7 separate regions of the Mus musculus genome follow, and regions 1, 2, 3, 4, 6 and 7 are each linked to region 5. The links are chromatin contacts, called in public Hi-C, HiChIP or PLAC-seq and promoter capture Hi-C maps. All regions are on one chromosome and are shown on one strand. The core of a region is the stretch at or near the end of the contact, and the rest is flanking DNA. Distances in the headings are between cores, read along the strand shown. Region 1 holds the start of Clptm1l (CLPTM1-like). Region 2 holds the start of Tert (telomerase reverse transcriptase). Region 3 holds the start of Zfp273 (zinc finger protein 273). Region 4 holds the start of Zfp85 (zinc finger protein 85). Region 5 holds the start of Ice1 (interactor of little elongation complex ELL subunit 1). Region 6 holds the start of Eprn (ephemeron, early developmental lncRNA). Region 7 holds the start of Lpcat1 (lysophosphatidylcholine acyltransferase 1).

Evidence for each region. Promoter capture Hi-C pulls out the DNA fragments that hold promoters and counts their contacts. A called contact is a pair of places that touch in the nucleus more often than the background predicts. HiChIP or PLAC-seq counts read pairs in DNA pulled down with a chosen protein or histone mark.
Region 1: a contact with region 5 is called in a Hi-C map of the G1E-ER4 cell line, with 5 times the contacts expected there. The contact joins the promoter of Clptm1l here to the promoter of Ice1 in region 5. A contact is called at or near these places in 8 of 39 promoter capture datasets (the 3T3-L1 cell line, the HPC-7 cell line, cranial neural crest and 5 more), 1 of 484 Hi-C or Micro-C datasets (the G1E-ER4 cell line) and 4 of 115 datasets of contacts at active chromatin or transcription factors (astrocytes, cardiomyocytes, extraembryonic endoderm stem cells and 1 more).
Region 2: a promoter capture Hi-C map of pre-B cells shows a contact between it and region 5, with 2.2 times the contacts expected there. The contact joins the promoter of Tert here to the promoter of Ice1 in region 5. A contact is called at or near these places in 3 of 39 promoter capture datasets (the 3T3-L1 cell line, hippocampal neurons and pre-B cells), 1 of 484 Hi-C or Micro-C datasets (the G1E-ER4 cell line) and 2 of 115 datasets of contacts at active chromatin or transcription factors (astrocytes and embryonic stem cells).
Region 3: an H3K27ac HiChIP or PLAC-seq map of regulatory T cell precursor shows a contact between it and region 5, with 15 times the contacts expected there. The contact joins the promoter of Zfp273 here to the promoter of Ice1 in region 5. A contact is called at or near these places in 2 of 39 promoter capture datasets (embryonic stem cells and pre-B cells) and 1 of 115 datasets of contacts at active chromatin or transcription factors (regulatory T cell precursor).
Region 4: a contact with region 5 is called in a promoter capture Hi-C map of cranial neural crest. The contact joins the promoter of Zfp85 here to the promoter of Ice1 in region 5. A contact is called at or near these places in 2 of 39 promoter capture datasets (cranial neural crest and pre-B cells) and 1 of 484 Hi-C or Micro-C datasets (CD4 T cells).
Region 6: an H3K27ac HiChIP or PLAC-seq map of large pre-B cells shows a contact between it and region 5, with 13 times the contacts expected there. The contact joins the promoter of Eprn here to the promoter of Ice1 in region 5. A contact is called at or near these places in 5 of 39 promoter capture datasets (the 3T3-L1 cell line, the C10 cell line, the HPC-7 cell line and 2 more), 8 of 484 Hi-C or Micro-C datasets (the AML12 cell line, CD4 T cells, CD8 T cells and 4 more) and 2 of 115 datasets of contacts at active chromatin or transcription factors (large pre-B cells and thymic regulatory T cells).
Region 7: a contact with region 5 is called in a promoter capture Hi-C map of pre-B cells, with 8 times the contacts expected there. The contact joins the promoter of Lpcat1 here to the promoter of Ice1 in region 5. A contact is called at or near these places in 9 of 39 promoter capture datasets (the 3T3-L1 cell line, the C10 cell line, embryonic stem cells and 4 more), 1 of 484 Hi-C or Micro-C datasets (muscle stem cells), 4 of 115 datasets of contacts at active chromatin or transcription factors (astrocytes, extraembryonic endoderm stem cells, large pre-B cells and 1 more) and 2 of 9 other capture datasets (adipose tissue and liver).

What each region holds. Positions count from the first base shown.
Region 1 is chr13:73,602,196-73,605,711 of GRCm38.p6, reverse strand. It overlaps Clptm1l (CLPTM1-like), which reads right to left and starts at 1,710. Exons shown (of 17, transcript NM_146047.2): 1 at 1,313-1,710; 2 at 682-782. The coding sequence starts at 1,474.
Region 2 is chr13:73,625,628-73,629,089 of GRCm38.p6, reverse strand. Tert (telomerase reverse transcriptase) reads right to left here and starts at 2,179. Exons shown (of 16, transcript NM_009354.2): 1 at 1,842-2,179; 2 at 416-1,739. The coding sequence starts at 2,060. RefSeq lists enhancers at 2,240-2,260, 2,401-2,420 and a promoter at 2,090-3,462.
Region 3 is chr13:67,811,743-67,815,521 of GRCm38.p6, reverse strand. Zfp273 (zinc finger protein 273) reads right to left here and starts at 1,706. Exons shown (of 4, transcript NM_198322.3): 1 at 1,626-1,706. The coding sequence starts at 1,631. The region is part of intron 2 of 4930525G20Rik (RIKEN cDNA 4930525G20 gene); the gene reads left to right.
Region 4 is chr13:67,752,639-67,756,472 of GRCm38.p6, reverse strand. Zfp85 (zinc finger protein 85) reads left to right here and starts at 1,271. Exons shown (of 4, transcript NM_001001130.3): 1 at 1,271-1,410. The coding sequence starts at 1,405. Zfp85os (zinc finger protein 85, opposite strand) reads right to left here. Exons shown (of 3, transcript NR_027969.1): 2 at 3,279-3,485; 3 at 1-1,894.
Region 5 is chr13:70,636,222-70,639,724 of GRCm38.p6, reverse strand. Ice1 (interactor of little elongation complex ELL subunit 1) reads left to right here and starts at 2,091. Exons shown (of 19, transcript NM_144837.3): 1 at 2,091-2,208. The coding sequence starts at 2,128.
Region 6 is chr13:73,346,107-73,349,601 of GRCm38.p6, reverse strand. Eprn (ephemeron, early developmental lncRNA) reads left to right here and starts at 2,218. Exons shown (of 3, transcript NR_045293.1): 1 at 2,218-2,383; 2 at 2,541-3,106.
Region 7 is chr13:73,465,076-73,468,621 of GRCm38.p6, reverse strand. Lpcat1 (lysophosphatidylcholine acyltransferase 1) reads right to left here and starts at 1,391. Exons shown (of 14, transcript NM_145376.6): 1 at 1,105-1,391. The coding sequence starts at 1,239.

The DNA of each region.
Region 1 (3,516 bases), core at 461-2,960, 3.0 Mb before region 5:
AGGACCACTCATGCTTCTTCAACTTCTTCCAGGCTCTAAAATGAATGTTTCACTATCTATCCTGGCACAGGGTGATGAATAGGAGGCGGGATTTGCCCCTATAAAACTAGTGAATGGCACCAGGACGTCCAACCTCCATTTCAAGAGGATGGGCATGGGTAGTTAATAACTACCCTAGGGCCACAGGCTAATAGGCATGGACAGTGATGCACTGGGTGGGAGCTAAAGACTGGTTGGCTAGTGAGCTTGATACCTGTTGGGCAGTACAGGATCTTGATTGGATGAGCAATTTTACAAATTTTATTTGAACTTTTGCACGTTAAAATCATATGTCAAATGCTAAGCCATGTTAATTCCCAAAAGTTACTGTATATAGCTGAGCATTGAGATTTATATTCTAATGCCAAAGGTCACTTACTTGTAAGTAACAAGTGAACTAACTACTCTTACTAGGTAGGCCAATGTATCATTCCTTGGGAGACTACATGGGCTGTAGTAAACCACGCTGCCCTTAGATTGCAGTAAAAGCTACTTGCTAAGTGACAAACACCTGTTACTTTCAGCTTGACTGTTTACACAGACCCTAGACAGGAGTGCTTCTATAGGATGTCCTCACTCTACATACAATGCTATCCATGACATCCTGGAACCCATCTCTGGCAATCTGTCCCACATCCACACCTTTCAAATTTGGAATCCACATCAAAGTCTTCCACGTTCAAGATCAGGTCCACATTGTTCTCTGCACCAAGGCTGGACCGTGTGGTGGTGTAAACACTCAGCTGGAAAGAGTGAGCAAGAATGAATAGCCAAAAGGTCCTGATAGAAAACATGTAACTATTGTGAGAGGGTAGCAATCTGAGGGCTACCTCTCAGAGGGTGAGCTTGGGCAAGATGGCCTGTGTGACACTGCTGTGAACAAGGAACCTAACTGTAGAGCTGACCTGTCCGGAATTCCCACTAGAAGCAGGAAGTGACACAGGTGATAAGAGGGCAGAGCTAGCAGCCTGACTCCCATATGGCTGGAGATCTCCTGTTAACTTCCACTGGGGTCCCGTTAGGAAACACGTGTAGGGCAACTGGATCTCAGTTATAATCGGGGTAGGGCAGAGCACCAAGGGGTAACAAGAGAGCAGCAGAGAACAGAGAAGTCTCAACTCCAGCTCTCACTGCCACCTAACCAGAACATTGGACAGTGACATCAGTGATAAGGGGCAAAACTGGTAGCCCGAAACCCTCTGACCAGTGCCAGTAGGGGGTGGGTGGTAGCACCCGGCCGGGAGGCGCCTTCTTAGGGCTCCCGGACGCTCACCTGCAGTTTGGGCCGCAGGGCCAGATAGGGCTGGATGCAGTTGGAGTCACCCGAGCACGGACGGGTATAGACGATACCGTACATGACCCAGCAGGTATGCACCACGTACACCAGGAACACGCCCACCACCAAGCTGGTAAAAGAGCTGCGGCCGCTCCACATGGCGCCGCAACCTGCGGGCCGAGCGCCGCCGCCGCCCGCCGCTCACGGGAGAGCCGCTGCGCGCCACCGCCACCGCCGCGGGGAAACCAACGCGCCTCGCGCGGGCCGCCGGCCGCCCCGCATGCTCCCGATAACCCACACCCGGCGCTGGGGGATTGGCCGGATTTGCCGGCCACCGCTTCCGGGAACCGAGCAGCTGGCGGAAGTGGACGCGCACGGCCCTCTGGGAGCCAGACGCTCCGCCACGCACTCGCAACCTCACGACGACCGCACGACCGGCGCGCGCGCGTGACGTCAGCCTCTTGCGCCGTACTCCCGGCATGCCTGTGGGAGCCCAGGTCCGCCACCAACCTTGGCGGCACCCGGTTCTTGGAAATTTTTTCTTTGCGTTGCTCTTCTTAAGGCCCTGTGCAGCCTTACGGCGGCGCCCCAGGATGATGGCGGGGACGACCCTGATCCTGGCTCTTCAAAGTCTAGGGGAGCGTCCAAAAGTTAAGAAAACACGGAGGAGACTCAGGAAACTCAAATACCGATTTCTCGGGTGTGAGGTTACTGTGTTGATAACATGCAGTTCAAGATGGCCAGAAAAGGTCAAAAAGAGTTTTTACAGGTCACTTGCCCCTTTTGTCAGAAGAATAAGTTCCTTTGCGGTAATATAAATCTTAATCCTGGCTAACATGCAAAGGTAGGTTATATCTCAAGAAGATCTTTTTCCCGGACTTCCCATTACTCATTCAGATAAAACCATCTGGGTTCTTAAATTTATTTATTCACTTTACATCCCGATGTCAGCCCCTACTCTCCTCTTATCCTCTCCCCTGTCCCCTCTCCCCTTCTCATCTCAGAAGGGGGTAGGCCACTCAGATAAACCATCGGAGTCCATTAATTGTTCACTTTACGTCCTGATGCCAGCCCCTACTCTCTTCCCTACTCCCTCTCCCCTTCTCTGAGAAGGGGAGGCTCCACTGGGTACCAACCCACCCCTGGCACATCAAGTCACTGCAGGACTGGCCACATTCTCTCCCACTGAGGCCAGACAAGGCAGCCTAGTTAGGGGAACGGGATCCACAGGTAGGCAACACTGGGACAGACCCGGGTCCATTTGTTGGGGAACTTGAATGAAGACCAAGCTGCACATCTGCTATATATGTGTTGGGGTGGGGTGTAGGTCCAGTCCATGTATGCTCTTTGGTTGGTGGTTTAGTCTTTGGGAGACCCCCAAGGGCCCAGGTTAGTTGACTCTGTTGGTCTTGTGGACTCCTGTCCCCCCCAGATCTCAATTCTTGCTCCAACTTTTCTATAAGACTCCCCAAGCTCTGTCTAATGTTTAGCTGTGGGTCTCTGTATCTGTTTCAGTCAGCTGCTGGGTAGAGCCTCTTAAGAGGACAGTTATGCTAGGCTCCTCTCTGCAAGAATAACAGAGTATCAGGTTCTTCTGGCCTTCATTTTAATCTTCTTAAATATTTCTTGGTTTAGGGTATACACAGTTTCTAGAGTGAAGTGGCCAGTGCTGTGACAGCCCAGGACGATGGCCTGCAGAGATCAAGCAAAAAATGATATTTCCTGTTTTCAGAAGCTTGTTGGCTGTTGGTGCTTTTCATTAGTGACCAGCTCCTTACTCTATGGTGGCCTCAGAAACTTAAGTTTTGGAGCTCATTGTTCTCAAAACGGCATTCTCATGTTTCTCACACGTGTAATCAGAAGTGTGATTGGGCATTTTCTAAAAATGGTGCTTTTAAATAGAAGGTTTCAGAAATGGAGCACCTATTTCAGCATGAGGGTATCTTAGGGTTTCTATTGCTTCGATGAACACCATAACTGAAAGAAATTTGGAGAGGAAAGGGTTTATTATGCTTATGTATCCACATCACTAAAGGATATCAAGGAAGGTTCTGAAGCAGAAGCCATGGAGGAATGCTGCTTACTAGTTTACTCCCATGGCTTGCTCAGCTTGTTTTTCTATAGCACCCAGGATCAACAGCCCACGGGTGGCACTGCCACATTAGTCATCAATCAAGAAGATGTACCACAGACCAATCTGG
Region 2 (3,462 bases), core at 930-3,429, 3.0 Mb before region 5:
CCCCCCCACCTGCATGCTTGATTTCTGCAGAATGAAATGCTCCTTGCTTTGGCATACTATTTGAGTCCGGGGTTATCATTCTTTGGCGAACCACGGGCCCTTACATTAGCTCTCACTAGCGCTTCCAGACTCTCTCTGGTGCACTGTGCCAGAACTCCTATCCACCATGCTCCCCGTCTGCTTATCTGTTCACCACAATGTCCCCAGCCCTGAGAACCTGCCCAGGGCTTGGACAAGAATCTTAGTTTGTGCAAGGCGAGCTGGAGGGAGCTTGGAGTCAGAGACCATAAGATGGAACTCATCCAACCACGGACTGCATAAAGCCACCACACCACTGGGGACCTGGGTTACTGCCACCCATTGTCTCCCTTTTCTGGGCCCCTAATGCATTCAGCTGGAGACCAGCCATGCTCACCCGGGCTGCTGCGGAGCCAGTGGCAATCCTCTACTTTCATCTTCCACATCAGTTCCTGCAGTGATAGCTTGCCGTATTTCCCCAACGAGATGAACTTCTTTAAGTTCTTAAAGAAGCGGCGCTCATTGTGCCTGGTACCCCAGAGACTAGCAGACACCACCTTGCAGAGACAGGCCCGAAGAAAACCATATACCTGCCAGGGACTGCTGTGCAGGCGGAGCAAATCCATGAGGTGCGGTGGGCTGGTGTTCAAGGCATCTGTCACCTGTTGGTTTGCTGTTCGAAACCTGCAATGTGACCTGAGGAGTCTGACATATTGGCACTCTGCATGGTTCACCAGCAGCTGTTGGAACAGGGGCCGCATCTGCCAGTATCGACGCGATAGACGGTGTGTCCTGCAGAGTGGTCCTGATGTCCTAGGCCTTGAGCCCAGAAAGATGATCTCCACCAGTCTCCTGGCCCCAGTCAAGTTAGGCTGGAGGTTGCTGAGTAGGAATGAGGGGTTTAGACGCTCTTGGCCATCTCCCCTGGAGTAAAGGAAATGTCTGGTCTCAATAAATGGCCTGAGCTGAAAGGCATTTTGGCGGGGTGGTGACAGCAGAGATGTGGAGCTGGGCTTGTGTTTACAGCACACCGACCCAGAGAGACTCAGGTCAGACACCTTTCCTTTAGAAGACAAATCTTTCTCTGCAGTAGGCACCTCGGGGGACCGAGCAGGACTTGGCACCCATGATTTGCCTGATGGGGTTGGTAGCACCTGCCTGTGGGGTCCCTCCTCCACTCTCGGGACAGGATAGCATCTGGCCTTCTTAGCTGAAGGCACACTTGTACTGGTGAGACTCAGATGCCTCTTTGTACCTCGAGATGGCAAGGCCAGGGGTTTCGGTGCTTCCTGGCGACTACTGCTCTTGATCTGTTGTAAGAACCTAAGGTTAGTGAAATTCCTGCCCACGGGTCGGGTGGGCCTGTAACTAGCGGACACAGAGGGCCAGATATCCGTGGTGGCACAAATTTGGTACAGGGGAGACCCACACACCTGGTAGGCACAGCTGGGGGGCACCAGAAGATAAAGAGCACAGTGTGCCAGCAGGTAGACCAGCAGGTCGTCGCCCACTCGGCTCAACAGTAGCATCCATGCACCACTGACACGCAGGGTCTCAATAACAGTGTTGGGCAAGTAGCTACGCACGCTACTAGTGAAGGCCATGGGAGGCCCGCCTCTGGCCTCGTTAAGCAGCTCAAAGCCAAAAGCCAGCACGTTTCTCTCGTTGCGCTCGCAGAGTCTCTGCACAACCCTGGCCACCAGCTCTTTCAGGGATGACACCTGGTAAGGAGAAGAGGGTCTTGACACATGAGCTAGACGCACTATCCCACGTCCTCCCGGCTTTCCGCCCCTGACCCATGGGGATCCCGCCTGGAGGCCCACCTGGTGGAAGGAAAGGTCGGCAGGTGGAGGCTGTGAGCCCCAGTGCATGCACACTAGGCATTGGGCAACCAAAGTGCGGTAGATCTTCGGGTCCCCGGGTTGCACAAGCCGCCTGCCCTCGGGCCCCAGGCGCCGCACAAAGGTTGCCAGCGGCCACACCTCCCGGTATCGGCTGCGCAGCAGAGAGCGCACCGCGGGGCAACGAGGAGCGCGGGTCATTGTGCTCAAGGCCGGGATGGGCCTCCCACGTGCGGGAACCAAGATGCAAGGGTGTGCTTAGAAAACAGCCAGGACCCAGGCCACTGAGAGTCCACGACGAAAAAGATGAGGCTGGGAACGGAGGAAGGGGCGGGATTCAGGCGGACCAAGCGTTGTAGCGGAAGGGGCGGGGTCGCAGCAATAGTACTTTTCCGTTGATGGTCACAATGCTGGTGCATGAGGACCAGGTGTGTTCCCCGGCCAAGTTCAGTGGTTGCTGGATGTGTTGGAGTAACGAAAGGGGGCGCACTCATGCAGGATTTCCCTCTACAGAATGCTTCTCGGGCTTCCTTTTCGCCCTGAGCTGGGAATCCCCAGGTGGTCTAGACTGGGGCGAGGTTTGGGCAAGCAAAGAAGCCTATCCTTGATGTATTGAAGGTTAGGTAGGCGGAGGGACCTAAGGTTTTGCCTGTTCCTGAGCTGACTGCTCCAGCCTGCTGTGGTTGACACAGACAGTGAGGTGGGTGGTGGCAATCTCAGTTCTTAATGATTACAGCTGAAATTCTACTATATAGGTTAAGGCTTTATTGTGGTGCGACCATACACTCAGATCCCAAATATGTTCCGTAAACACCCACCACCAAAGGAAGGGGACTAGGTAAAAGCCCTGCGTTAGCTTTTTTCACTGTTCCAGTGGCCTTCACCTCAGAGTCCAGAGCATCATCTCAACTCACGCACCCATAGCAAGGCCAGGGCCATTGGGTGAGGGCGCTTGCCTGTGCACACAGCCAAAGCGGCGACCTCGACCTTAGGATGGCAGCTCTGCTAGGTTGGCAACTGTGATAGTACTTGCACGTGTGAGGCGGGGGTAGGATAGGGGTGGGGGTTGTTGTTGGGGCATATGTAATGACACGACTCTGAGCCATAGTTAGAGAGGGGCTGCTGAATTTTGAATCTCTGGGAAATAGGGAATCTGTGATCTCTACTGTAGCTGAGTTTGGCAAACACTGAAATGCTAACAAATATAACCTTTGGTGCCTTCAGCTTTCTGAGGAAATTGCTTCTATCCACCGACCTAGCATTTGAACAGGCGCGTTTTCATATTTACTCCCTTATAGGAGGTCTGCCGCCTTGTAAATGCTCAGGATTACAGGAGCTATTTTAGAAGTCCGTTTAGTGGACATCAGTCTTTTTGAGGGGTTTGTTTGAGATTTGCTTAGTTCTGCTACTTAGGAGATATGGGCCTGAACTGAGAAATTTATGCCAACAATGAAGCTACCTTAGTGTAGTTCCCCAAAGAAACCAGCATAGAAAACAGTCTCAAAAATAAGAATATCGCGGGGCATGGTGGTGCACACTTGTAAGCTACCTTAGTGTAGTTCCCCAAAGAAACCAGCATAGAAAACAGTCTCAAAAATAAGAA
Region 3 (3,779 bases), core at 457-2,956, 2.8 Mb after region 5:
GTTAGATAATACATAGAGGGCTGGTGAGATGGCTCAGTGGGTAAGAGTACCTGACTGCTCTTCCGATGGTCCGAAGTTCAAATCCCAGCAACCACATGGTGGCTCACAACCATATATAATGAGATCTGACTCTCTCTTCTGGAGTGTATGAAGACAGCTACAGTGTACTTACATATAATAAAAATAAATACATCTTAAAAAAATACATAGAAAATACTAGTATTTACGATAATGTAGTTTAAACCCATGCTTCTTAGGTATAGATTTTAATGCTGTAAGTCAGTCTCCAGCATACAAATCAATTTGACTGGTGTGGCAAAAACAGCACAAATGGCAGGGTGAGGAGACACGTGTATACAAAGGACGGGATGAGCAGCCAGCTGTTTACAATCACAGTTCCATGAGTGAGCCACAGCTCTTCAACTTCATCTCTCAATCTTTCCACAAGAAAACAAATTTCTTACATCGCAGTCTCTGGTGCAATTTTATGAGTTAATATCTTCTAGTATTTTCCAGTCTGTACTATAGGATCAGTGATAGCTGGGAAGGTACAAAGCTCAGAGCGCCCCCTCTATGAGGTTTTGGTTTTGGTTTTGTTTTTTTGTTTTTTGTTTTTTGTTTTTTTTGTTTTTGTTTTTGTTTTTTGTTTTTTTTTTGCCTCATACAGGTGTGTGAATGTGAGGGTTCTGTCACAGTGGGTAAAGGAGTGATTCCTATCCAAAGTGAGCCGCCCTGAAAACTAACAATTTATCACAAAGAAAACGGGACGAACATCCCATACACCAAACTCCCCCGCAGAACTCCCTGTCCTGGAAACTATGAGCCACACGAACTCAAAACCAGAGTCCTGGGCCTGTCATAGAATATGGGAGGGCTCAGAAAAACCCACTTGCTCTAGATTTCCTGAGGGATCTGACAATAGCAATGTGAAAGCTAGTAACAGCAAGCTTCCCCAGCCAAGGGGCTGTGTGCGCTCTCATCATAGCCTGCTTCCGCACGATCAGCCAAGCCACCCTGCTCTAGCCATGTGGTGTGTCTCAGTGTAGCTCCTTGCTCCATTATCATAAGGTAAAATTGTGTCAATGTGCATTTTCCCTCCTGCCATACGATTCTAGGTACACCTGAGCTTTTAAAGTCACAACATATCGATCAAAGTAAGACGTAAACTCAATACACAGTGACATTGAAAGGTGGAATCATATTCCTACAACAACCTCTTTAAATCTGGTATTTTAAAAGTAGCCTAAAGGTATTGAAAAGCCTTGGGCAATAGCGCTCTTTTGGAGATCTTCGCATAGACTTGTGGGAAATGCAGTCCCTCTAATCATGACGTCACTAGACAGGATTCAAGCTTTCCGATCTCCATTCTTGCACTAGCAGGCCACCTCTCAGGTCCCTGAAACACATGATTGACTCTGGCAGTCGCTCCGTCCTAACAGAGCATTCGCTCCTGGCACCGTGCGTGCGCCCCACCCCTGCACTCTGGCCAAGCCTAGATCTGCATTGCACATCCAAGTGGGCTTCTCTCCGCCTCCCGCCCAGCCCTCACCGGCTCCCTGCACGCCGGACCCGCCCAACCTCAGAGTTCATGAGGTTTGCAAGTCTAGGCTGCACCCGGGACCAACCTCCATGTTAAGCGCGAAGAACAAGCCACACTGTCCGAACTTTGAGAACGCCGCAGAGTTTGGAGAATCACAAATGCAAAATGAACCCGGAAGCACAGAGAGCAGAGTCCTGTCTAGCGGGGTCATGCAGAGAGAAACTACATTTCCCAGAAGTCTATGCGAAGGACTGCCCTGAACCAAAGAAGTCAGAGGGTTTATAGGTCATGGATTGTATTTAACTGGAATTAGGCTCCTTTAAAAATCCCAAATTTACAAAGGGCAATTTGCGAATATGAGTGCAGCCTTTTACAGTAATGTGTATTAAGTTTACTTCTTACTCTGATCAATGCTGTGTCTTAAAAAGCTCAGGGGTTTGAGACAGAAGAATCACAAGTCTATGTCCCAAATTACACACTACCAAAAGAGATGGGGGGCTACTCACTGGTGAAGCACTTGCCTGGAGTAAAGGAGGCCTAGGTTTAACATCCATTATGACACTAAATCAAAGAGGAGAACAAAAACAAAAAACAGAACAATTTTGGTGTGTACACTGAAATCCACAGTTTGGGGCGGATATGGGCTAGGAAACACAGATATCTCTTACCGATAAGCCCCAGAAACCCTTTGAGATTTTCTTCTGTCCTTAGTCCCTTGTCCACACGTTCCTCAATTAATCCGTGTAAACAATTTAATATTTGAGAGAGCTGTGCCAGAGCTTTACCGGATTCTCTTTCACAATCTCACACAACTATTCACCACCAGATGTTCTTCCAGCTCCTGGCTCTACTCTCAATGGGAGGAAAACTGATCTTGGGCTCAATATGGCCAGTGAACTGACTCTTGACACACTATTCATCACTCATCATAGGATTTCTATCATAAGAGATTGCCGCGGAGCACCACAGTCAAGTATGAGGGTCCCTGGAATGAGGGTCCTTGAAGCTAGGTGGATAAGGTTTTGACAGTGACAAATAGAAACAAACACATAGGCAGTTTGAATCTGAGTGTATTCTGCAGCTCTCAAGCAGGAGATATTATACATTAAAAAACTAAACATTACATCTCTTAGAAACTACATCCAAATGAAACATTCACAGATACCAACAAAAATCATTTGGCACAGTAAAGTAGAAAAATCATCCAAGCATTACAACTCTGAAACCATGTATTCAGTGCATTGCAAACAGAACAGGTAACATCATCATAAATCATCAAAATATAACAATTCTAAAAGGATGTATCCAGTGGGGGCTGCCGTCCAAAGCTAGTGGCATATTTCTAGGAGCAGGTTAATAAATCTTTAATGATCAGTGCTAAACTAACTTTCCAGCCCCATGGAATTATTTAACATCTAGTGCCTGATTTTTTATAATCTTCAGTGTATAAATTTAAACTACTTTAATTCTTCCTAATTAAGGCTTTCTTTAACATATACCAAAATCCACCTCCGATGACACATGTGTAGCCATATGAAATTTTATTGTTGGGAAAGTTTTTATCATAATAATTTTGTAAATGATTTAGAAAGTAAAGTGTTGGTTTCCCTGGGGTTAAGGTCATGTTAGTGGCCCAATCTCTAGGGATTATTTCTTACCCATTATTCTCACTTAAGATCTTGGCCTAGGCTACCAGGAACATATAAATAAGAAAAGGAATAAGAGAAAACAAAACAGATAGATTGACATGAGAACTACGACTCAAAATTTTTTCTCTGGTGAAGAGTTCAACAACTGGTTCCAGGAGGCCTCCCCCTTTTGAGGTCAATTGCCTTAGTCTGTGGAACTTGTAACACAGATCCTACTGGAGGTGGTGTGGCAAGAGGTCTGCTCTCCCAAAATGCCACCTGAACCTCCCTCACACTCCTTGCTGGCTAGTGAGACCAGCCTGGCCTGACTCAGTGTAGGGTAACATGGAGCAACTGAGACTGCAATGCTGAAGACAGAGGTGGATCCAGCTGCAGCAGCAGAGGCAGAGGAAATGACTCCCCCTTCCTGCTCCCATTCTCTCACTTTTGCTTGAACCCTTGCACCCAGCAGGGTGACCTCTGTGGAAAGACTACAGTACACAAGCCCACAGACTACCATATGCAACTCTAAAAAAAAATAAACCCTTTCCTCCACAACTTGATTTATGGTCATGGTATTTCATCACAGCAATAGTAACCCTAACAAGGGC
Region 4 (3,834 bases), core at 22-2,521, 2.9 Mb after region 5:
AAAAGAACAATCTGATCTTCCCACTCTCTCATCCAAGAAGTAATCTCATTGTGAATCAGTGACCATGGCACGAAAACAAACTCTTTCCTCTCGTGGGGTTTATCGTTGGGTCTCAGATGTTACCAGTACAGGAATACATACACACGAGATAGGGAGTCCCATCACTCCGTGGTGTCAGTCCAGCCCCTTTCTTGCAATGAGTTCATTCTGTATGATCAGGAACATATTTCTGATACCTTTGTATTAAAGGAAGATTCATTCCTGTGTTATGAGATGAGGGAATAGAGTGAACTTCAAGCAAAAAACAAAACAAAACAAAAGAACCTTTAAGTACTTCCACATGAATGGGAGTAATGTAAGGAGTCCAGAAAGAGACTGGAAGTTGAATAGGGCAGATCCGAAGTAATACAGAGAGAAATCTTATGATGAGTGTTGGATAGTGGGTCAGGAGTCAGTTCACACACCATACTGATTCCAAGACCAGTTTTCCTCTAACTGGGAGAGGAGCCAGGAAGAACATTTGGTGGTGAATAGTTGTATGAGATTGTGAAAGAGAATCTGGTGAAGCTCTCTCAAATGTTAAATTGTTTACACGGATATCGGAGGAACGTGTGGACAAGGGGACTAAGGACAGATGAAAATCTCAAAGGGTTTCTGGGACTTATAGGTAAGAGACATCTGTGTTCCCTAGTCCACGCCCCAAACCGTGGATTTCAGTGTACACATCAAATCTGTTCGGTTATTTTTTTTTCCTCTTTGATTTAGTGTCATAATGGGTATTAAACCAAGGCCTCCTTCACTCCAGGCAAGTGCTTCACCAGTGAGTAGCCCCCATCTCTTTTGGTACTGTGTAATTTGGGACATAGACTTGTGATTCTTCTGTCTCAAACCCCAGAGTAGCTGAGATTTCAGAATATTTCCAGGAAACTTGGTTTCAAAAACTATCCTAAAGAGTTTGTGGTGTGCCCTAAAGTAGCTTCTTGCTCCGTTATTTTAAAGTAAAATTGACTCAATGTGATTTTTTTTCTGCCCCCCATAAGATTCTAGGAACCCCTGAGCTTTTTAAGTCACAGCATTGATCAGAGTAAGAAGTAAATCTAATACATATTACCGTTAAAGGCTGGACTCATATTCTCAAAATGCCCTTTGTAAATTTGGGATTTTTAAAAGCAGCCTAATTCCAGTTACATACAATCCATGCGCTTTAAATTCTTTGCCTTCTTTGGTTCCGGGTAGTCCTTCGCGTAGACTTCTGGGAAATGTAGTCTCTCTCTCTCTTTCTGTATGACCCCGCTAGACAGGACTCTGCTCTCTGTGCTTCCGGGTTCTTTTTACGTTTGTGATTCTCCAAACTCTGCGGTGTTCTCAAAGTTGGGACAGTGTGGCTTGTTCTTCGCGCTTAACATGAAGGTTGGTCCCGGGTGCAGCCTAGACTTGCAAATCCAGGAACTCTGCGGGTAGGCGGGTCCGGCGTGCAGGGAGCGGGGGAGGGCTGGGCAGGAGGCGGAGAGAAGCCCATTTGGATGTGCAGTGCAGATCTAGGCTTAGGGGTGGCTTGGCTGACCATGCCAGAGACAGGCTGTGATGAAAGCTCACACAGCACCTTGGCTGGGGAAGCTTGCTGTTACTAGCTTTCACATTGCTGTTGTCAGATCCCTCAGGAAATCTAGAGCAAGTGGGTTTTTCTGAGCCCTCCCATATTCTATGACAGGCCCAGGACTCTTGTTTTGAGTTCGTGTGGCTCATAGTTTCCAGGACAGTGAGTTCTGGCGGGGGAGTTTGGTGTATGGGATGTTCGTCCCGTTTTCTTTGTGATAAATTGTTTTCAGGGCGGCTCACTTTGGATAGGAATCACTCCTTTACCCACTGTGACAGAACCCTCACATTCACACACCTGTATGAGGCAAAAAAAAAAAAAAAAAAAAATTCTCATCGAGGGGGCACTCTGAGCTTTGTACCTTCCCAGCTATCACTGATCCTACAACACTGCAGAGTGGAAAATACTAGAGAATATTACCACATACAATTGCACCAGAGACTGCGATGTCAGAAATTTGGACTCCTTTTGTGAAAGGAGAGATAAGTTGCCCAGGTATTTGTATTGTGTGGAAAGATTGAGAGATGGGGTTGAAGAAATGTGGCTCACTAAAGGTCTTGTGATTGTATACAACAGTCTGCTCCCCATGGCATTTGTATACAGCCAGCTGCTCACCCCGTGCTTTGTATACAGCCTTTGCTCACTCTGTCCTTTGTGCTGTTTTTGCCACACTTCAGTCAAATTGATTTGTGTGCTGGAGACTGACTTACAGCATTCAAATCTATACCTAAGAAGCATGGGCTTTAAACTACATTATCATAATACCAGTATTTTCTATGTATTATCTAACTATAATTACAATAATATGGACACTTTCTAGTCAATGCCATTAATGTTCAGGAAACTAAGAACATGTCATTTTACATTTTATGGTGTGAAAAGTACATTTTCTTGTACCTTAGATCCCGTTTCTTAGAAGGTAGAGGTGATACAGCAAAATGCTTATATCACAGGTCACACATGCATGCATTTAATATATACATATACACATTTATATTTAATATATTTATCAAACAGACCTATTTAAAAGAAAATGTCAAATTTAAGGTTACGTGTGCTACCTAAGATTATCAAAAATAATTTATTTTTTAAATAGAGGCACTTGTTTCTCTAGCAAAGGAACATTGTTCAGCCCCCACCAGGCACACAGTGGTTCATAATTGTCTATAACTGCAGTTCCAGGGAACCAATAACATCTTCTGGTCTCCAGGGTAACCATGTGGTGCACCATCATACAAGATGGCAACAACATATGCACAAAAATAAAAATAAATGACTTAAAAAGTTAAACATCACGAGGCCTAGAGAGTTAGCTCTGGGGTTGAGAGCTCTTGTGGTTTTTGTCTAAGTTTGCATATAATATATAGTGTATAAGTTTCAGTAAGTATAAAATAATATGATTTCATGAGGTTTGGTATTCGTTTTCCTTATCTCGCCCTTCCTCTCCATCTGTATGGACCTCCTTTCTTCTTGCCAATTGAAACCCCCTCCAGGTTTATTCTACCCTTTCTCCATCTGTGTTGACCTCCCACCATTTTCCCAGTTGACCCCCCTTCCCCGTAGGTTTTCCCTTTCCCACTTCAGATCACCTGTGTCCTGCTACGCATTTCTCATGCCCCTCCCCACATGCTCCCTTTATACTTCCCTGATTTCCATGGTTACTTCATGCTATATTACTCACATCTGAAAATTTGGAGCTAGAAAGAACTGCTGCAGACTGCTCAGGGAACACCCGTGACTTTGCATTGTGCCGTCATCATCAGGAAATCTTTTGACAGGCTGCAGAAGGTCTTGCAAAGCAAGGAAAGTAGAGGCGCTACATTGGTTCACATGTATATGCACTTATGTGCAGCGTAGTCCAGTTGAGCCTCAGAACAGGGGGGATTGTCTGTGACAATATGAATGGGATTATTACTTCAGACCTGGAAAGGCAAGTAAAAGATGATCTTAGCCATAGAGAGACTCCAAAGAAATAAATCTCACAGAATTTGGAAATAACACAGGTGTCTCCAATGGGCCAGTGATCTGAGGGAGAGAGGCACAGGAAGTATTGGCCAGCGTGTGCACAATGGAGTCAGGTAGGAGTATGACACTTAGGGTACTATTGCACAGAATCGTGACTGTGTGTGACAGTCCTGTAGTGTGTATTTCAGAAGCCTGGAAGACAGGCTTTTAAGCAATTTAAATGTAAAATTATTTGTTTCAATAAGAATGTAACCAACATTACATACCAATTT
Region 5 (3,503 bases), core at 842-3,341:
TCTACTTAAACCTAAACCCAGGTCAGGATTCTGAAGATGGGCTTTGGATCAGGGCTGAGGTTGGGGAAATCTTTTTTTTTTTAATTACTGGATCTTTCTTCTTCCTAATGTGACCACTTTGGAGATATCTTTTTCTGCTTTTAACTATAAAGTATGCCCTTTAATTGGCCTGTTGAGGTTGGGTGGCCAGACCTAGCTTGTTAGTTGGGGATTGACTCTGACCCAACCAAAACCCATGTTCTTCTTGTAACCTTACACATTCTGTTCGCCAGCCTCTGAGGAAACCTGGACCTTCTACACAGACTGTCAGGTTATGGGCCTGTCTTGCTTGGGTGCAAATAGCAATGACAAGGCATTCAGCTATTTCTGGGTATCTATATGGTCTTTCAACGTCAAAGAAGATAGCTTGAAGACAGAACAGGGTGTGAGGGTTTTGAGTTGCATTTTCCATCCCGAGGCTTAGGACAGATGTGCAGGGTCTGGATGCCCTCTTAATAAATTATAGTGGCTATTCCTGGTTGTCAACTTGACTATATCTGGAATGAACTACAATCCAGAATTGGAAGGCTCACCTGTGATCCTAATCTGGTGGCTGGGAGATACAAGTTTCTGACCTGGATCTTATCGTGGAGATTTTTTTTTTAAGATTTATTTATTATTATATGTAAGTACACTGTAGCTGTCTTCAGACACACCAGAAGAGGGAGTCAGATCTTGTTACGGATGGTTGTGAGCCACCATGTGGTTGCTGGGATTTGAACTCTGGACCTTCGGAAGAGCAGTCAGGTGCTCTTACCCGCTGAGCCATCTGACCAGCCCCTATCGTGGAGATCTTGAGGCATATACTGGCTATGAATCCCAAGAGATTAAGATTGGAAGCTCTCTGAGTTCAAGGTCATCTGGGACAAAGCAAGTCCCAGATCCAGGCATGGTGACACACACCTTTAATTTGGGCCGTATCTTCTGCTAGAGACCTACATAAGGACATTAGATGAAGAAAGATAGGCTCTCTCTTCTTTGCCTGCTTGCCCTGTGGAACTGAGCAACTGCTAGATCGTTGGACTTCCATTCACAGCTGCTGCTGACCATTGTTGGCGAGTTGGACTACAGAGTATAAGTCATCAATAAATTCCCTTACTATATAGAGTCTACCCATAAGTTCTGTGACTCTAGAGAACCCTCACTAATAAATGCAACACTGTTGTTGAGATTGGGACTTTGTAACCAGAAGATGAGGAGCCGCCAGAAACTTCCTAGTAGACAGATACTGATGGCAACAAAGTTTCTGAGGAGAGTGGATACAATGCTAGGATGTCAGCGAGAGTTCAAGCCCTGATTTCAAGTGGCTTTTAAAGCTGAATGAGGATTTCTTCTTTCCACCTCTCCAGCCTAAGGGTGAAGATGACTGGGAAACCGGCTCGAAGGGGTTTGTCTGGTTGGCTGCGTGCAGACACACCCCACACGTTAGTAGCAGAGCATGGAGCCCTAGAGGTTGGCCTCCAGGCGGTGCTCACCCTGCCGCTGCGAGGCACTCCGGGAATTGTAGTTTTTCTTCCGCTCCCTGCCTGTCTACTGGGAGAATAGTGCAGTAGCTCTGCAAGAAGCGTTCGCACTTTCCAAACCCAGGCTCGGGTCCTCCTTCGGTGGTCGGCATGCCAATGACATCGCAAAACCCCCGCCCCTTGGAGGCTGAAGGGATTTAGGCGTCTACACAGGGCCTGTAATGAGGCAGCTGACAGATGCACAGACAGTTCGTGAAGGCAGGCCCTGGCTCTTGTTCATCTCTTCCAAGATGTGTCCTAAGGCTTTGCTTTTTGTACGACCACGCTTCGTTCTGGCTTTTTGATCAGGCGGATCTGCGGGCAGCCCCGACGGGGGGCGGGGCTGGGTGGGGCGGGGACCTCGTGTGCTGTCGTCGCTTTGGGCCCTCGGGGCTGCGCCGCTCTCAAGTGCCCTGGGCTGCTTCGCTGGTCTGAGCCCTAGGCCGGCTCCACGGGGACCTTGGCGCACGCATGGACCTGCCCGCGCCCGGCGGGAAGCGGCCAGGCTGGCGGTGGCTGGGGCGGCGGAGCAGGGCCGAGGCAGCGGGCCCCTGAGCGCGCGCCCTGCAGGCCGGGCCGCAGCACCATGATGCCCGGCGAGACGCACCCGGCGGCGCCCGGGCCAGCCGACCTCGCGCGGTGTCAGGGCTGCGCCTCCCTGCAGCAGGTACGCAGGATCCCTGGCTGACCCTTTTGCGCCGTTTTGGGGGCGGGTGCCGGTGCTTTGTTTAATCACGGACAGAATTGGTTCAGCTGCTGCGATGCCGGCGGCGGACAGAGTGAGCGTGCTCTTCAGGACTCCTCGTCTTCCCGACTCAGGGTTTGCAGGGCCCAGTTTGGTTGGTGGGTGACGCTGTCTACGCGCGGAGGGAATCTTCCTCTCTGTGATGAAGGCCTCCTCGCACTCCTAATTATTTGTTGTTTGAAGGCAAGGGTTTTATGTTGCGTGCCCAGGTCGCTAGACTTCCAAGATTCCGGAACGGAACTGCATTTTAGCTTACACGTATCTATTAATATACTGCCAAGCTTAGCTTTTGTTAAGTAGCATGTTAGTTGTCTGATTAAAATTGTCCAATAAACATACGTGGGTCTAGGTAGTTTGTTACAGTGTCATGTCCTGTTCTTAACAATGGATCGCTGCAGATGGGTTCTAGGTTTTACTGATGCAATAGAAATAGTCCCCAGTGCTCAGGGCTGGAGACTCGCACAGCTTTCTGTCTTAGAGTTCCATTCACCTATTGTCAGTGGCAAAACGGAACTTGCCCTTGCTCCCGTTCAGTTCATCCCCTTTCTACCCAGTGTTCTAAGCACTGTTCATATTCTGGTAAACCACCTGGACACGGATAAGATGAACGTGCGCAAGTACGACTCGACAGGATTTTAGATGTTGGGAAGGAAATAATGGAAGATGTCAGGGGGTTCTGGTGAGGTGGTGTTGAGGCAGTGGGAGTTGTGAATGTTGAAAAGTAGCTCTGGAGATCGGTTTTAACAAGTGGGACGGTTTCTTGATGTTTGATGAGCAAAGCCTGTGGCAGCCTCGGGGTTGGTGAGACGAGATAAGGGATGCAGACTAGCTAGCTATCTGTGGAAGTTTGCTTTTTATTGTAAAGTGCAATGTCTCTGCGCCGATTCGTATGTTCTAGTTGCTTGGAGAATAGGAAATGGTTTGGCACTCTCATAGAGAAGATGGAGAGTCAAGCCATGTTGTAGCTAGGCCACATCGTGTAGGCATCTTATAACCCTCCCCTCCCTTAAAAGATTCTGAATGGAACGCTTCTTTAATGGACCATATTTGTGTTTTGAGCCTATTTACTCAAATTTTTTGATCCCCTGCTAGTTTATAACAATGTACGCAAAGAGAAGAGGAAAGTTACATTAGAAGCAACATATTGGTAACAAACAGGCAAAAGTAGGAGGGGAGAGTGGGTAAGGACCAGGCTTTTGGCTGCTGAGATTTTCTGG
Region 6 (3,495 bases), core at 969-3,468, 2.7 Mb before region 5:
TTCCATGTCCAGAAGCCCATCTCCCAGAGTGCTCTAGATTCTGTCAAGTTGACAACATTAACCGTGCCATGAGGTCTATAAGAGTCAGAGGACTAGACAGTCTACATTTTCTATTTTTTCTTCAGTTGATTTTTGATAACTTTTGACCTTTAAATACCATGATGTCCATGTCTCCTGGTTGCCAAAGGTGACAGCATGAAGCTGCTCAGAACATCATTTACCTTGTTGGCAAGGGCAGGACCTGTCACGATAACCCCAGGTCACCTGCTTTCTTAAAGAACCCAAGATCACAAGCCCAGGGATGGCACCACCCAAAGTGGGCTAGGTCCTCTCTCTTAATCACTAACTAAGAAAATTCCCTGTAGTCTTATGATGGTTTGAATAAGCTTGGCCTAAGGATCACACCCCAGTTGACACAGGCTGTATTTGACTTCAGTGCTGGTGTCTTTCAGTTTACTGCTCTTAGAAGGATTTCTCTGTTGTTCTACATTTCATTGGTTTCCATGCTGTTTCTGTTTATTGTTCTATTTCTCATATTTTTGTATGAGTGTGGTGTATGTGCATGTGTGTGTGAGTACATGTACCTTAGCATATGAGGCCAAATGAATATATCTGGTTCCTACCCTATTATGCCAAGCCTTAAGAACAACAACCCTCGAACTGTGAGGCTGTCACAGACAAGAGAGACTATTTACTTAAATGGTCAATTTTTGTTTAAAATGGCCACTCAAATTAAAAGTAAAATTGGGGATCTGGAAAGAGGCTCAGCAGTTAAGAACACTGACTGATCTTCCAGAGGACCAGAGATCAAAGGGTTCTAAGTCTAACTAGAGAGCTATTGGTTACTGTCTTAGGATTTCATTGTTGTGAACAGACACCATGACCAAGGCAACTCTTATAAGGGACAACATTTAATTGGGGCTGCCTTACAGTTTCAGGGTTCAGTCCATTATCATCATGCCAGAATACATTGGAGCATCCAGGCAGACATGGTGTTGGAGAAGGAGCTGAGAATTCTGCATCTTGATCTGAAGGCAGCCAGGAAGAAGACTGTCTTCCAGGCATCAAGGAGAGGGGTATCAAATCCCACCCCTACAATGACACACTTCCTCCAACAAGGCCACACCTACTCCAACGAGGCCACACCTCCTAATAGTGCCACTCCCTGGGCCGAGCATGCTCAGATACGTGAGTCTATGGGGGCCAAACCTGTTCAAACCACTACAGTTAGAGTCAAGATTTGGATGCCACTCCTGTACCTTTGGGGCTATCATGCCACTCTGATCATAACTGTGGTACACAGGTGTCATAGCTGGGTAGACTATTGTTTGCTGTCTTCCTTTAGAAGCTGGGATGGAGCCTTTCTGGTACCATGAAGTTTAGTTTTCAGAAAAGAGGCTTTCAGGTCAGTTCCAGCTCAGGTGCTTTTAGTCCTGTGTCTGAAGTGCACGGTGTCTCCAGGAATGGGGACTTACTTTCTACCTCTGGCAGGCAGCCAAGTGAAATAGCAACGGCCTATGAGGTTTTAGGAGGCTCTTAGACAACACTGACCAACAGTTCGAAAGTAGACAGGCTTTTTGGCCTGGCGTTGGAATTTCTCCTCATCATAGACACCTACCATACCTTGCATGCCTGATAGACTACTTACCATAAAAAAAAAAAGATGAAGCTGAATGGTGTCCTCTTAAATGGCCTATGAGGTTTTAGGAGGCTCTTAGACAACACTGACCAACAGTTCGAAAGTAGACAGGCTTTTTGGCCTGGCGTTGGAATCTCTCCTCATCATAGACACCTACCATACCTTGCATGCCTGATAGACTACTTACCATAAAAAAAAAGATGAAGCTGAATGGTGTCCTCTTAAACTCATCTCAAAGCTGTAGCTCCCATGATAGGAACCATTATGTTACATAATATCCATTTCACCTGTGTTGTTGCATAGTATCCATTTTGCCTAATTTTGTCTATCGGGGCTTTTCTAAGCATGTTCCCTTGGTTAAATGAAGCCCAGATAGGCTAAGGGCTGCCAGTTCCTCTGAGGCTGCCACATTTCATATATTAACCTTAATGTTTCATTTCAGTCCCTGTTCTCAGGTCCTAATTTCTCCTTGAGAGGTGTGGTCCAAAAATCTCTTCAGGGAGCAGAAGGGTGATGGTCAGTTAATCTTTTAACTACTTCCATGACGTTAAGAGGAGGGGCTAGTCCCTGCCTAAAGGGATCACAGATTACCTTCAGTGGTTGGGGAGGAGTAGTTGGATTTTCAACAGCAGGGATCGACTGGAATCCCCATGTAATAGGTGTGGTATGTGTACTCTATTTCTTCCCTCATGGTGTCTAGGCACTGCTACACACCAGGCTGGAAGGAAGCAGAGGCCAGAAGAGGTGAGGTCTGTAGGGAAAGAGCTGGGGCAGAGCCGGGGTGGGAATGGGGGCCGAGAGGGGGCTTCTCCAGGGATTTTATTAGATATTTTCTTTATTTACATTTCAAATGTTATCCCCTTTTCTGGTTCTCCCCCCCCCCAACACCCCTCTTGGACAGAATCCTTCTGGTCGCCATCTGAGCCTGGAGCTAAGGCTGTTCCACAGCCCTCTCTACACAGGTTCCGCCAGAGAGAGCTGGTCTCCCAGGAGTGCTGACAGGGCTTGCAGGCCCACAGGAGGGACAAGCTCCAGCCAGAGACAGAAAGACCAACACCAGAAATAACCAGATGGCAAAAGGCAAGCGCAAGAACCTTACCAACAGAAACCAAGGCTACTTGGCATCAGACCCCAGTTCTCCCATCACAGCAAGTCCTGGATACCTCAACACACCGGAAAAGCAAGATATGGATTTAAAAATCACATCTCATTATGCTGATAGAGGATTTTAAGAAGGACATAAATAACTCCCTTAAAGAAGTACAGGAGAACACAAGTAAACAAATAGAAGCTTTAAAGAGGAAACAAAAATCCCTTAAAGAATTTCAGGAAAACACAACTGAACAGATGAAGGAATTAAACAAAACCATCCAGGATCTAAAAATGGAAGTAGAAACAAAAAGAAATCACAAAGGGAGACATCTCCCCGGATTTTAATGGAACAGCTCTCTTAGACAATCTTAGTTTGTGAGTATTCCTTTATTTGGGGTGGGTTTGCATGCATACACCCCTGGATAGTGGGAAGGGGTTCTTCTTAGGGTTAAGTTTCATTGGAGTTTAAAGTACTGTGAATGTCTCCTTTGTGTGGAAAGGCATTCCAGGAATTCCAGATATGTGCAGGGCAAGTTTGGGGTTGGGGCAAGGGTGGGGGAGGGAGGACTATGTGACATTCTTCAGGTAGAAGATTGTGGGTCAGAGGTCGGGTTCCCCAGATCGGGCAGAGAAGAAACCCACCTAAGAAAATGGAGTCCTACATATTGTATCAAGCTCAAAGGAGCTATCTGCACAGGATAGACTATAATTTTGGTAGCAAGAAGCAACAAATAGGGTGTTACATATTCTAGAAGATACAGACT
Region 7 (3,546 bases), core at 142-2,641, 2.8 Mb before region 5:
CACCCTAAGCCCTCCTGCTGGGCACAGCCCCAGGCCGTGAGGAGCAACCTGACAGCAGCAAAGACTTCAGGAAAAGCCTCACAGGCTCCAGACACAACCAGGAAAGAGGACAAGACCTGGGGGCCAATATGAGGCCTTTACTTTACACTCTCCGTGTTCAATTCTGCTGACCATCCATTCCTACGGGTGATAACTAACCCCACTGGATGCTTTGAGCAGAAACCGGTGCTTGGGAAAGTAATAATTTCAACAGACTTTACCTTAATATTATGTCTGATAGGTTACACATTTAAAAACACCATCTCCTCCTAGAGCTGGTCCCTTACAGTTGGAAATACTACTCTGCCTGTAAACCACGGAAGTCTGAAACTGTGAACTCTGCTCATTACTCAAAGAAGGGTCCCAGAAGTGACCACAGCACCACAGACCTGGCCCCTGAGTAAAAAAAGGTCCCACGTGCCGGGTCTCACGGTGAGAACCACAAGAACAGATAGCAACTGTGCCTAGATCCAGGTCCCCGCTCACTACTAGCCAGCCGCAGCGCACAGGTTCCCTCTCACGTGGGAACTATGTTGTATAAAGTTGATACCGGGCACAGGCAGCCCAAGGGAGCATCGCTAACAACCGACACAGTGTACTAGACACAGGAAACAATCTGCAAACATGGATGTGGAAATCATCCTATTGGGTTATGCCAGGGGCCCCGCGCGTCCGGTGCTCCAGATGACAATTCAGGTTCCGACACTAGGCCACGGAGACACACAGTAGGCCTCCTAGCTGTGCGGAGACGCTGGAAAGGGGCTGCCTGATGCGAGGACACCCCCCCACCCCCGCCCACCTCCAGGCCTCCTGCTGGCGGGAACCCGGGCCAGGCCTGGGATGAGGGTGCAGGGCCCAAGGGATGGAGTGCAGGGTCCAGTACCGAAACCAAAAGGGTGTAAGTCGGCGTGCACGCAGGCGGCGGGAAGCGGGACCCTGGCGCGGGTTGGAAGAGTGCTGCAGGGGAGGGGTGCGGCTCACGGAGGACCGGGCGGCGCCCAGCCCCTCCCCACCGCATCCCGAGCGCATCCTGGATAGAGTACAGCAGCGCTGCGGAGAACCCACCTGGGCCTTCTGCAGGGCGCTCAGTCGCAGCTCGTGCACGAAGGGGTTCCGCCCCGGGGGCGCTAGGCGCCGCGCGTCGCCTGCCCCAGAGCTGGAGGAGGGGGCGGCCCGCGGCCCGCGGCCCCGCAGCCTCATGGCTGCCCGCGCCTGAGCAAGGAGTAGAGCAGATGGAGCTCAGCCGACCGAGCTCAGCTGAACCGAGCCAAGCACAGAAGAGCCGAGAGCAGCAGAGCTAGCAGAGCGCGCGGGAGAGGGCCTAGGATGCGCGGCCGCCCGGAGGCGCAGGCGCGGGAGGGGCGGCGTGACGTGGGTGGGGCCAACGGGGTGCCCCGCCCAGACCGCTCTGGGCTATGAATGCGCCTGCGCGTCTTAAGGCTCCTGGACTTAGGGGAATCCTGCGAATTTGCATGTGTAGGGAGACCTTAAATTTTGGGTCGCAGGACTGAACTGGGCAGGCCCACTTCTCAGCGCAACGCTGTCCTCACAGGCAGCTTCCTTCCCCTAACCATTGTAATCCATCAGTCGCCATCGAGGGAGAAGATAGGCTAGGAGACCCTAATTTGTATCACACCATTAACTAGGACTCTAAATAGCCTTTCTGCTAAAATGTATTCATTTGACTCACTGGATGCCTTTTGTACTTTGTATCCTGTTTTAAAATAGGATACAAAGTAGCTTTCTGATCAAAATGTATACATTTGAAAAACTAAAGAAATGCCTTTTGTAGCAACACCAGGTGCTTTTATTTGTATAGCTCATAGAACACTCAACAAGCAGGTACTGGGAGACAGAGGGTCTAGCCTCAGTCACCAGACAGGAAAAAGGAGCTAAATTCTGCCTAATTCCAGATACCCTTGGCTTCCTGTCTAACCTCCCCAAAGTCCAAACTTCCTGTGGACACCAGAGCTCTCAGAGTCTCCACCACATCCTCTCACAATAGAGTGACCAGAGCCTCTGATAACTCCTGACAGAAATGTGACCAGGCTCTGTTTTGAGGAGTTGGCTAGAAGAAAAATGCTCGCACAGATCTTGTCACTTCAAAGCTTCATCTTGTATTGGACACGTGACGTTATCTTGAGATTCCCTTGTCCCCTCTGCAAAATGAGCCATGAAGCAGCGACAGTACACATAGCCTTTCCTCTGGGCTAAGAAGGCTGTGGAGATCCTTAAGGACTATGAGCAAACTTAATGTTCTTTTTTTTTTTTTTTTTTTTTTTTCAAGACAGGGTTTCTCTGTTTAGCCCTGGCTGTCCTGGAGCTCACTTTGTAGACCAGGCTGGCCTCGAACTCAGAAATCCACCTGCCTCTGCCTCCGAGTGCTGGGATTAAAGGCGTGCGCCATCACACCCGGCCTTAATGTTCTGATATGTTGTCCTGTGACCTAGATTCCACTGATTCTAGATTTTAATTCCCATTTGTTCAAGTCTCAGACACAAGAGTGTAGCATCCAAGGATCTTCAGCTCCCTGTCAAGAAAACCCCAGGGCACAAAGGCCTATCAGGCTTACAAACAGACCTTTAGAGGAAGGAAGACAGGCGGGCCAGGTGCCACCTGAAGTCTACAAGCAAAGAAGCCTGCGGGTATCCTGGGCCAGGATTTCTGTAGCCTCAAAGCTGGGTCATAGAAAGCTGTGAACATCCTGTGTAGCGGTGTTGACCCAAGTCCACATATTTTGTGGAAAGAAAATCTTTTGCAGGTGATCATGATGACTCTAATAGATTTGTCAGGACCCATCCAGTATTAGTGATGTCTTTGTGAATGGGAGATTTGAATGAGGAGACAAGGCAGAATGGGGGGTGGGGGGATGCCATGTAAGACCAAGTTTTCCTAATTGAGGATGTTCAGCCACCTGAAGCTGGAGAGAGAGCTGGGAGGACCCTTCCTTAGAGACATCAGGGAGAGCTGCCTCTACCTTGATCTTGGTCGTTTATCTTTCTGAGGTGTGAGAGGATGCAGCTGTTTTTTCATCCAGATTGTAATCAATTGTTCAGAGCCCCAGGAGGTTCACAGTACAGTATGAGTCCCTGAATGGATTAGGGAGGAACCATGTCCCAGCCCTGCAATCTAAGCAAAATGAATAGGCCAGGCAGAGTCAGTGTCCCACTCCCAGGAGAGGACTTGTCTGCACCACCTGCCCTGTTCTACCTTTGAGGAAGCCCCATCGGAAATGTGACCTGGTGGAAACCCACAGTGTATCCTTGGGCCGATGAGGCATGTTTGGAGGAAGGAAATGATTTGTTTAGAGCAGGTTTTGGTGAGACACAGAGGCCAGAAGATAACTGTCAAAAGGAAGACATTCCTGCTCACAGATCACAGGAGTGGCAGAGTGGAAACTGCAAACCCTTTTATAGCTGTACTGGCTGGAATTATTTCTTTCCCTCTCCTTCACATTTAATGTGGTAGTCTTTCACTGCCTTTGAGAGGTGGGAGTGCAGATTGCTG